2 separate regions of the Mus musculus genome follow, and region 1 is linked to region 2. The links are chromatin contacts, called in public Hi-C maps. All regions are on one chromosome and are shown on one strand. The core of a region is the stretch at or near the end of the contact, and the rest is flanking DNA. Distances in the headings are between cores, read along the strand shown.

Region 1 (6,078 bases), core at 2,920-5,419, 460 kb after region 2:
ACAGTACATGAAAACACAGGCTTTGGAGGCCACTGGGCAGCACAGTCATGGCCTCACCTATGTGACTGTGTGCCAGTCACTCCCAAGCCGACCCGTAGGAGAAAAGGTGATGTCTTGATCAAACACATTCCCCAGTGATGTGCATGTCATTTGAACGACAACCTCAGTGAATTTGCCTCTGCTCCTCAGAGCTCCATTTTCCCCTGAATATTTCCCTTCTCCCAGCGGTGCTTCCTCTCCTTTGGATTGGCTAACTCCCACCAGTCCTGAAGTCTAAAGAGTTCATTTCTTTCCTCTCTCTCTCTCTCTCTCTCTCTCTCTCTCTCTCTCTCTCCACTCAGCCATCTTCCTGGGCCAAGCCACAAGTGGGCAAGGGACAGACAGGATGGCTGTCACACAGGTTTGGTGCTAGGGTGTGGGCTGGATAAGAAAGAGATCAGTAGAGACAGAGCCCCCATGGACACCCCCTCACTCCTGAGTCCTTTCCAATCTTTGCTGTGTACCTTCCATTTTGGAACTAGGACAGCAGAGTTCTGGTCTGGCTGTGAAAGCACCCAGGGCAATGGCTATAGTGTTGGCAAAGCAGTCTAAGGGAAACTGAGGAACCTGGGAGATGGCAGGCTTCATGCAGTTAGAAGGGGGACCACTAAGAAGGACTTGGGATTAAATACCTATATAGGTATCTGTTCTCTGCAAGAGAAGCCAGGGACATTTGCGTTACACTCCTTTGCTTGTTATTGTCCAAAAGAGTCTCTCTCCTGGTACCTACATGTGGCTCCTTGGGGTATGACCCAGATGCAACCCTGGAGAGAAAAGTATAAAGTGTCCCCAGAAAAGGAGGAGCCAGGCAAGGTCACACAAACACAGATGTGAAGACAGAGGAAGGACAGGAAATCCCTCATTATGTTTCATAAGGAAGAAGAAACCAGAGGAGACCTTGTTTGGTCCTGACTTGGCTGAGAGAGACAAGAACTAGGAGGGAAGCAACAGGTAAGCTACTTAAGATGTGAGCGAGTAGTCACCACCAGTCCTCAGGTACTCCCTCCTCCTGGCTTTCCTGTGTGCCCCCACCCTAAGCAGAAGCTGGACAAGATAGTGAGCAAACACCTTTATTCTGACCCTACTCCCAGTTTCCCAGGATGAAAGAGGTTGGTGGGACTTGGGTAGGAGTCTGGCTCTGTGACAGACACCCGGTGCCTCCCGTGCTTCTGGCTGTGACTGGAAATGGCTCACCGGAGGTCACTTGGTGTGCACTTCAAAATCCACATCTGAGTCGACGATGGAAGGAAGCCGAACTCCGGCAATGGTGTGGAAGCCTGGGACCTGCTCCTGCTCTTGGATCTGGTCTCTGAGGCGGCGGATTTCCAGACGTTGCATCTCGATGATTCTCCCGGTTTCCTCCTGTTCGTTCAGCCTCATAGTAGAGGTGCTGCCGACTACGTCCTTGCTTATCACTGTAGGGGACAAAGCAGGGTCACTGTAGCCTGTTTACTGGACTACTGACGTCCCCAACCCCTCCAAACATCCTTGGAGCATCCACAGAGGAAGAGGTAAACAGGCCACTTCACCATAGCTCCAAGTGGGGAGTAAGCCTGCCTAGTGCCTCACTGAGGTCACTTGTAACTCCCCAGGGGACAGATGATGCTGGAGTCCCAGCCACCAGTCCTCTGGTAAGGATGATGCTTTTGGATTCAGATTCCTCTCCTCTCTCTCTGTGGCATCTGCTAATGCTTTCTGAAGCTTTCTGATCTTGCCATCTTCCCAGATTTGGGGTTTGCCACTATCCTGGGCATTCAGAGAGTCTGTGGCTTTTGTCAGGCCAGGGCCTCAAAGGGCTGGGCTCCCAGCAGGAACACTGGCTTTCATGCCATGCCACCTGCCCCTCTTTCTTCAGTATCCAGGGGTACCTCTGGGGCCCATGTCCCATGCCAGCGTGCCAACCTGACCACAGATCATTTCACTGTTTGTACTCAGTAATCAAGATGAGACTGCTTCTTCCTGTAATTCCCTCCTACCCGTGCGATGGGCTCTAAATTCAGTCTTCTCTGACTGCTTATATCCACCGTGAGTCCCCCACCCCCTTCATTTTCTTGGCAACCTCTCACCCCCATTTTTTAATCGATTTGTTCTTCCATTTCATCTATCCTGCCCAGCCTGCACCTGAGACAGCCCAACCCTTCAGGCCGGGCCTTCCCATCAATGTCTGGCCTGCTGTGTGCTCCTGAGAAAAGTAGCAGTAGGAGCCAGTGCTTCTTCTGCAGCCAGCTGTCTAGGCTGCTGACTGTCTAGGCTGCTGACTGTCTAGGCTGCTGACTGTCTAGGCTGCTGGCTGTCTAGGCTGCTGGCTGTCTAGGCTCTGACTGTCTAGGCTGCTGACTGTCTAGGCTTCTGACTGTCTAGGCTTCTGACTGTCTAGGCTTCTGACTGTCTAGGCTGCTGACTGTCTAGGCTGCTGGCTGTCTAGGCTGCTGGCTGTCTAGGCTTCTGACTGTCTAGGCTGCTGACTGTCTAGGCTGCTGACTGTCTAGGCTTCTGACTGTCTAGGCTTCTGACTGTCTAGGCTGCTGGCTGTCTAGGCTGCTGGCTGTCTAGGCTGCTGACTGTCTAGGCTTCTGACTGTCTAGGCTGCTGACTGTCTAGGCTGCTGACTGTCTAGGCTGCTGACTGTCTAGGCTTCTGACTGTCTAGGCTGCTGACTGTCTAGGCTGCTGGCTGTCTAGGCTGCTGACTGTCTAGGCTTCTGACTGTCTAGGCTGCTGACTGTCTAGGCTGCTGGCTGTCTAGGCTGCTGACTGTCTAGGCTTCTGACTGTCTAGGCTGCTGGCTGTCTAGGCTTCTGACTGTCTAGGCTGCTGACTGTCTAGGCTGCTGGCTGTCTAGGCTGCTGACTGTCTAGGCTTCTGACTGTCTAGGCTGCTGACTGTCTAGGCTGCTGGCTGTCTAGGCTGCTGACTGTCTAGGCTGCTGGCTGTCTAGGCTTCTGACTGTCTAGGCTTCTGACTGTCTAGGCTGCTGACTGTCTAGGCTGCTGGCTGTCTAGGCTGCTGACTGTCTAGGCTTCTGACTGTCTAGGCTGCTGACTGTCTAGGCTGCTGACTGTCTAGGCTGCTGGCTGTCTAGGCTGCTGACTGTCTAGGCTGCTGGCTGTCTAGGCTTCTGACTGTCTAGGCTTCTGACTGTCTAGGCTTCTGACTGTCTAGGCTGCTGACTGTCTAGGCTGCTGACTGTCTAGGCTGCTGACTGTCTAGGCTGCTGGCTGTCTAGGCTGCTGACTGTCTAGGCTGCTGGCTGTCTAGGCTTCTGACTGTCTAGGCTTCTGACTGTCTAGGCTTCTGACTGTCTAGGCTGCTGGCTGTCTAGGCTGCTGGCTGTCTAGGCTTCTGACTGTCTAGGCTGCTGACTGTCTGTCTAGGCTTCTGATTGTCTAGGCTGCTGACTGTCTAGGCTGCTGGCTGTCTAGGCTGCTGACTGTCTAGGCTGCTGACTGTCTAGGCTGCTGGCTGTCTAGGCTGCTGACTGTCTAGGCTGCTGGCTGTCTAGGCTTCTGACTGTCTAGGCTTCTGACTGTCTAGGCTTCTGACTGTCTAGGCTGCTGGCTGTCTAGGCTGCTGACTGTTTAGGCTGCTGACTGTCTAGGCTGCTGCACAGCCCACAAACTTTCCCTTTCCCACAGCAGCACACCTGAACTCTGACCTCCATTCCCTCTCCATCCATCTTAACAAATGGTACCGCCTGTCTCTCCTTCCTACAGCCAGCACTTTTCTGTAGCTCTAAAGGAAAAACTAGAAAAGAATAGATGTTGGAGGTGAAGGGAGAAACTGTTTCTACAAATAAATAGTCAGCGGTGGCCAGTGGTCAGCCTTGCCTTGGCCTCTAATGATTGTGATGGGGCCAATGTTTAAAGAGCAATTGGTTTATCTTGCTCTTCTTCCTTGGAGAGTCTGGTCCCTCCTCTTTTCTGCCTTTACTCCTACAAGTCCTTTTCTGCAGTCACATGTTCATGATCTCTTAGTGGTCCCCCACACACCTCCCAGCCCCCCCAAGTATCAACCCTTCATCTTCCTGATACTCTGGAAACTACTGCCCTGGATTTCACGACCTCTGTATCAGCTCCTGTCTTCAGGACCTGCCCACTAGCCTTCACATGCAGATACTTAACCAATCACCATCTGGCTTCCCGGGGGATGAGGTGCCTGGGAAACCACAGTCCTGAGCACACTTGGGGTTAGCTTGAGAGATTCAGCACCCAGCTTCTCTTCCTGGCTACCACAGGCCTGGCCACAGTGGCCTGTTTTCTCCACAGCACCTCTGTGTGTTCTAAGAATCTTGCTTTAAACTAACTTTCTTTTCAGATTTATTTATTATATATATATATGAGTACACTGTCCTCATGTACACCAGAAGGCACCAGATCCCATTACGGATGGATTGAGCCACCATGCGGGTGCTAGGAATTGAACTCAAGACCTCTGGAAGAGCAGTCAGTGCTCTTAACTGCTGAGCCATCTCTCCAGCCCTAAACTGTAACTTTTAAGGCCCCCTGGGATGTCCAATTACTGAGTGAGGGGCCTCAGAAGTGGGCAGTGGTAGGCTCTGCACAGGGGCCAGGAAGAGCCACCACACCCATGGCTACAGGCTGGAGGCTGTCCTGGAGCAGTTCCCTGAAACATGCCTGGCTTGGGTCATATTGTCCCGTGAATGTTCTTGGGGGTGCAGCATGTAGAAGATGGCCCAGTGGACCTCATGTGGCACATCTGCTTGTCTCCTGCTCTGTCTCCCACTCTGGCTTACCAGCATCTCTAGGGCCTGGGCTGTGCTTTTTCCTGTGTCCTCCCATCACCTCTCACTGGTCTCTTCCCATTCTTTCTCACAGCATATTGCCTGTTCCTCATACTGGGCGAGTCTTGCAGGGGCTGCCGCCTCTTCCACGGCTGTGGGAAGTCAGCTCTTGCCCCTCTGCTCACACCCCCAATCTCTTCTTGCTCCCTTTCTGCTCAGAACCTGTCACCTTCCAGACCTGATCAGTGTCCCTCTCTGCACGCTGCTCACAGGCTTCCTTCCATAGACAGATGGCTGGTATTGCTTAAACAATTAAGTTATTATTATCACCACTGTTGTGATTTGCAGTGTTGGGGTCTGAGTCCAGCAGCCTCATGCATAAGGTAGAGATTCAGCAATAAGCTGTGTTCTCAGCCCCAAACCTGATGGGAAATGAGGAAGTAGTTAGGGATTCACTCCTCTCTGTACCCCGGGGTCACGTTTCTCTTCTTTAATTTTCCCCCAAATTTGGTCTATTTTCCCTCTGTTGGTTTGGAAGATTTCTCTTTCTTTCTCCCCACCTTCCTTTCTATCATCCCTCTAGGCTCTAAAAAGTTTATGCTTATGTAACATAAAGAATGCAGCCGGGCAGTGGTGGTGCATGCCTTTAATCCCAGCACTTGGGAGGCAGAGGCAGGCAGATTTCTGAGTTCGAGGCCAGCCAGGGCTGTACAGAGAAACCCTGTCTTGAAAAACAAAAACAAAACCCAAAAAACAAAAACAAACAAACAAACAAGAATGCAAAGCAGAGAGGCTGAGTTAGAAGCACCAGACACATATGAAGCACAATGTGAGATATATATATATATGTGTGTGTACAATATATATCACATATATATCATACATATATATTTCACATGACATATAATAAGTATAATATATTATATATGTGCATGTATTACATATACATAGATGTATATAATGTATATCTGCATATATTATGTGTATATACATATAATATAAACACACATATAATGTATATAATGTACAACACATGTATATATGCATATGATATATACATATACTATAATATATTATATATATATATATATATATATATATATATATATCAAATGGGCCAGGTCCCTAAGCAACTTGAGGAATGCGTATTTTGCACTGACTTGTCTTGGGAAGGGGGTGGGCACACATTTCAGAATCCAAGGTAAGGCTTTGGTTTTGTACAACTGAGGTCAACGACTGGCATTCCTTGTCACCAAGTGTCACAGCAAGTGCCCCTTGAATAAAGCTGTAGAGGATGAT
Region 2 (5,601 bases), core at 1,547-4,046:
TGCTTTTTGTCACAAAAACGAGCTTGTACTTTAGAGAATTCTGTATAAATATAATTACAAAGTATTTTCTTTCTATCTGGATTCCTTCACTCTGAATAATCGTTTGAGATTCGTGTAAGCTATTACAGGAACCAATTCTTTGTTCATTTGAATACTGAGCCGCATCCCACTGCGTACCCCAGCCACAATTTATTGTTCAGGTTGTTTCCAGTTTGGGGTGTTACAATAAAAGTTGCTAAGACGATTCGGTATGAGTTTAGTCATGGATATACACCTTCATTTCTCTTGGTGTGGTATGACTGGAGGGATGCTGGGTGAATGTTAATTTTCAAAATATTGCCAGATTGGTTTTCAAAATGGCCGTACCATTTTACATTCCCACCGACAGTGTAATCGCTGCTGCGGTTGCTGGCGTGTTGCTAACCTGATAGAGTCTTTTAATTTTTGCTGTTCTAAAGGTTTATTAGAGCAGTCTATTACCACAGCTTTAATTTGCATTTCTCCTAATTACTAATATGGTGAGCAGCTTTTCAAATGATTACCTGCCATCTGTAGGCTTGCTTTAGTGAGGCACCTATTTGTACCACTGCCCAGTTTTAATTGAACCTTTGTCTTCCTGTCCTGGGTCGTAAGACTTCTTAAGTGTTCAAAATACATGACATGAAAGTAGAAAGAAGATTATGGACAAAGAGAAATAAGGGAGAGAGTAATGGGGGAGGTGACCAAATCTCATTGTGTGCGGGCGTACCTGTGCGTGTGTGTGTGTGTGTGTGTGTGTGTGTGTGTGTGTGTGTGTGTTTGTGCATGTGTGTGTAAAAACAGAGAAATGGGGCTGGGGAGTGGTTAAGAGCACTGGCTGTTCTTTCTGAGGACCCAGGTTCAATTTCCATCACCCAGATGGCTCACAAGTGTCAGAAAATCCAACACCTTCTGGCCTCCACAGGCATGGTATGAATGTGATGCATATGCATATACATACAAATATTTCTTTTTTAAATTTATTTCTTTTGTCTGCATTGGTGTGTCTGTGTGAGTGTCAGATCCCCTGGAACTGGAATTACAGACAGTTATGAGCCACCATATGAGAGCTGGGAATTGAACCCAGTTCCTCTGAGACAACAGCCAGTGCTCATAACCAACCACTCAGCATCTCTCCAGCCCCATAAAAACCTTCCTCTTTCTTTCTCTCCCTTTCTCTCTCCCTTTCTCTCTCCCTTTCTCTCTCCCTTTCTCTCTCCCTTTCTCTCTCTCTCTCTCTCTCTCTCTCTCCCTTTCTCTCTCTCTCTCTTTCCTTTTTTCCTTTCTCCCCCAACCCTGAGACAGGGTTTCTCTGCGTAGCCCAGGCTGGCCTGGAACTCACTCTGTAGACCAGGCTGGCCTGGAACTCAGAAATCCTCCTGCCTCTGCCTCCCAAGTGCTGGAATTAAAGGTATGCACCACCACTGCCCGGCCATAAAAACCTTTCTTAAAAAATAAAAATAATAGAAGCTTTGTAATGATTTGCTTGTTGATACAGGTTCTGTCTCCCTGTAGCCCAGACTGGCATGGAGTGCATTATGTAGCCAAGGATTACCCTGAACTTCTGATCGTTCCATGTTCAGAGTGTAGGGGTTACAACAAGCATTTTGCGTTAAGTTCTCTCTCTGGTGCCTAGGCTGGCCTTGAGAGCCGCCTTCTTCAGCCTCCTGAAGCTGCAGCACCACGCTAGGCTCAATTTTCATTTTCTTAAACTTTTTTTGTTTTTTTCAAGATAGGGTTTCTCTTTATGTAGCCCTGTCTGTCCCTAAACTCACTATATAGACCAGGTTGGCCTCAAACTCACAGAGATCCACCTGTCCCCACCTCCCTAGTGCTGAGACTAAAGGTGTATGCTACTACCACCTGGCTAAATTTTTACTTTTTTATCAAGTTCAATATATTAAGCGTTTCTTACATCATTTAAGAAACTGTTGCCAAACTGAAGGTCACTTGGATTCCCTTCTGCACCTGTAGATTTCAGTCTTCTCTCCGCTTAGGCCCCTGGTTATCAACTTAGGGACTATGACCCCTGGGTGAGGGGCCCATACCAGACATTTCTGTTACAATTCATAACAGTAGCAAAAATACAGTTTTATGCTTGGACGTCGCCGCACCATGTACGGAAGGGTCACAGCATGAGGAAGGTTAAGGAGTCTCCATTTCTAGTAAATGCAGCTGGAGAGGTCACTGTCAACGCCTGTATTTCTTGCAACCATTAAGTGAACAGATTGCACTGTCCCCATTGAATGTCACCCTGGTCACACATCCGCTGGCCTCATACATGTAGATCCACGTCTGGACTCTTGTCCCACTGACCTGCAAGTGTTCTTTATACAACGCTCCCTCTCCTGGCTACTGTATACACCTCACGGCAGGTGGTGTGAACCCTCCCCCACCTGCTTCTTCCTAAAAATGTCCTTACTTCCATATAAATTTTTAAATCCATGGTCAGTTTCTATAAAAACAACAAATAAATAAATAAATAAATAAATAAATAAATGAGAGAGGGGGAAAACTCAACTTTTCTGAGATTTTGATTGGAAATGATGTTGAATTTTAAAACAAATCGGGGAGGTTCGGTGTCTCAGTATTGCATGGCTTCTGACCCTCAGCAAGGATGGTTCTGTCTCAGTATTCCCGCACTCTGAGTGTCTGTGGGCTCCTGTCCCTGCTCACCATCTTTGTTGATATAGCTGTCCTAACTGTCATGGGAGGTACAGGCACACAGAAACAACTGTCCCACTACACTGGGTGGATGTCATACCCTATGAATGACATAAATTGGGTCACAGTGCCCTACCCTCCTCACCGCCCACTCCCTAACCAGGCCACATCCTGCTGTGTTGACAGTTTGGATTTCTTTAAGTCTAGAGTGGAACTTTTCAAATCAGTTCCACTGGAGAATTTGCAGGCAGTAAGCTGCATTAAAGTATATAACTTAAAAAGTTGGTCGGGGGGCTGGTGAGGTGGCTCAGTGGGTAAGAGCACCCGACTGCTCTTCCGAAGGTCCGAAGTTCAAATCCCAGCAACCACATGGTGGCTTACAACCATCCGTAACGAAATCTGACTCCCTCTTCTGGAGTGTCTGAAGACAGCAACAGTGTACTTACATATAATAAATAAATAAACAAATAAATAAATAAATAAATAAAATCTTAAAAAAAAAAAAAAGTTGGTCGGACTCTCGTTCACGAATCCCTCAGCACAGCATCCATGGCTCATTCCTGTCAGTCTTGGAACCTCCCGTGCCCTGCACCTGGTCTTGGAACCTCCTGTGCCCTGCACCCTGTGCCTTCCTTCACTCTCCCTGCAGAGAAAGACTGACCTGCCCCTCAGTTACGAACCACTAACTTCACTCTCTTATGGAAGGAACCATGCAACAGGGTCTCCTTTGTAGGCTACCTTGGTTGGTTGGTTGGTTGGTTGGTTGGTTGGTTGGTTTTTCGAGACAGGGTTTCTCTGTAGAGCTCTGGCTGTCCTAGAACTCACTCTGTAGACCAGGCTGGCCTCGAACTCAGAGAGCACCTCCTGCCTCTGCCTCCCGAGTGCTGGGATTTGGGTGTGAGCTACTATGTCAGTGTTTCAGTAGGAGTGCTGGGAATCCAAACTCACGCCCTTATGCTTACACAAGCATTACCTACTAAGCCGTGTCTCTCCAGGTCCTCAACTGGCTCCTTTTACATTGCTGCATGGTACTCCATTATAGGGCTGTGTCTTTTTTTTTTTTTTTTTTTTTAAAGACATTTTGTTTAAGACAAGGTCTTGTGTGGCCTGGCTGGCCTGGAGTTTGCTACATAGTGTTGGATGAAGTTGAACTCCTGATTCTCACATCTCAACCTCCCAGTGCTGGGCCCACAGGCATGTGACATTATGCCCTTCTGGAATGCCACATTCTGTCTGTCTATCCATCTGTTGACAGACATCTGGTCTGTGTTGTAGTCTGGGGCCATCACAAATGGCGAGGTTGGTAGCATTCCAGTGCAGGCCTGTGTTGACACAGCCTTATTATTCTGTATATGTGCCCAGTGACCAAGGCTGAGAACTGTCTGTCGCCTGTGCCCTCCAGTCCTCCTCAGACTCTTTCATGAGGCAGCTCTCGGCCTTCACTCATTTTTATGAGGCATCTACTGTCTCACTGTTAGTCATAAAAACCTTATATTCTGCACATAAATCTAGCCGAGGACTGAATTTTTACTGCTGGGTATTCTACACCGGGTATTAAGTACCTTCCCATTCTGAGTTTTACCGTTTTACTCTTTTGTTTTGTTTTTTTTTAAAAGATTTATTTATTCATTTTATGTGAGTACATCGGCACTGTCTTCAGACACATCAGAAGAGGGCATCAGATCCCGTTACGGATGGTTGTGATCCACCATGTGGTTGCTGGGAATTGAACTCAGGACCTCTGGAAGAGCAATCAGTGCTCTTAACCGCTGAGCCATCTCTCCAGCCCTGTTTTATTCTCTTAATTACATCTTTTGAATAGCAGGCAGTTTTAATTTTGGTAAAAATTATCTTTTTTTCTTTTTCTTTTTTGGTAACTGAATCCATAGCTTACTGCGGGCTAGGCAAGCAGCCCAACCCTGAGCCAGAGCCCCAAGTTCAACAGTTTTGATCTTTCAGCTTATTCTCCTCCCTCCCTCCCTCCCTCCCTCCCTCCCTCCCTCCCTCCCTCCCTCCCTCCCTCTCTCTCTCCTTCCCTTCCTCCCTCCCTCTCTTTCTTCTCCTCTCCTCTCCTCTCCTCTCCTCTCCTCTCCTCTCCTCTCCTCTCCTCTCCTCTTTTCCCTCTCTATCTCTCTGTTTTGCTTTCTCTATGTAGCTCTGGCTGTCCTGGAACCCAGTCTGTAGATCAGGCTGGTCTTGAATTCACAGAGATGCCTCTGCCTCCTCTGCCTCTGCCTCTGCCTCTCGGGTGCCAGGATGTTTCAGCTCATGCATCTTACAGCCTACCTTACAATCTTTGTACAAGTACCTTTGCCGGTTTGTTTTGGTTTTGGAACTCTATCCCATGTTGGCTTTACACTCATGGGAATCCTCCTGCCTGAGTTTTCCAAGTGCTGAAATTACTGCTGTGAGCCATCACACCTGATGGTGTTCTTTCAACTTATAAAAGTAAACTGTGTTATTATGACTTTTATTCATTCAAACAGGGTTTTCCATTTACATCCTATCCATGTCTTATGTCTGTACCTTCTTGCTTTAAATTGCTGTGTATCATCTATGACATCGCCCTGCCTCTTGCCCACTCACCCCTACCCTCCGTCTATGACATCATCCCACCTCTTGCCTACTCACCCCCATCCTCAGGGCAGAAGGCCACTCCCTCTAGCTGCTTGGTCCAAAACGTGTGTCTCTGCTGAGCTGTGTGGAATATCAAGGGGAAGGGGAGGCGTGCTGGGTGAAACAACGCTCATGTGTATGCTTAAGTCAATCACATTACAGGGCTCTCCAGAGCGGTTGCACCTTCTATCTCCTGCCAGCAGAACTACAGGTTACAGGATTTTTATATTCTGACCAGCATAAGACATTATTCAGCTTTCAAATTCTTGTCAAAGAGGGAGAAACAGATATTTTGTTTTAACT

The links. A called contact is a pair of places that touch in the nucleus more often than the background predicts.
Region 1: a contact with region 2 is called in a Hi-C map of the MNK3 cell line, with 4 times the contacts expected there. The contact joins two enhancer-like sites. A contact is called at or near these places in 1 of 15 datasets of contacts at CTCF or cohesin (embryonic stem cells), 7 of 484 Hi-C or Micro-C datasets (B cells, the MNK3 cell line, brown adipocytes and 3 more) and 1 of 9 other capture datasets (embryonic stem cells).

Annotation. Positions count from the first base shown.
Region 1 is chr4:118,553,457-118,559,534 of GRCm38.p6, forward strand. Cfap57 (cilia and flagella associated protein 57) reads right to left here. Exons shown (of 23, transcript NM_026789.5): 23 at 1,095-1,454. The coding sequence ends at 1,240. Gm52677 (a long non-coding RNA gene) reads left to right here and starts at 921. Exons shown (of 3, transcript XR_003955099.1): 1 at 921-990. Within about 2 kb of position 4,170, at least 1 of the 459 cell types and tissues checked has an H3K27ac peak or open chromatin away from gene starts, as enhancers often do. A contact at or near this core is called in the MNK3 cell line, where this site is marked.
Region 2 is chr4:118,090,930-118,096,530 of GRCm38.p6, forward strand. All of the region lies in intron 2 of St3gal3 (ST3 beta-galactoside alpha-2,3-sialyltransferase 3), which reads right to left. Among named protein-coding and RNA genes, the nearest start is that of St3gal3, 41 kb to the right of the region's middle. Within about 2 kb of position 2,797, at least 1 of the 459 cell types and tissues checked has an H3K27ac peak or open chromatin away from gene starts, as enhancers often do. A contact at or near this core is called in the MNK3 cell line, where this site is marked.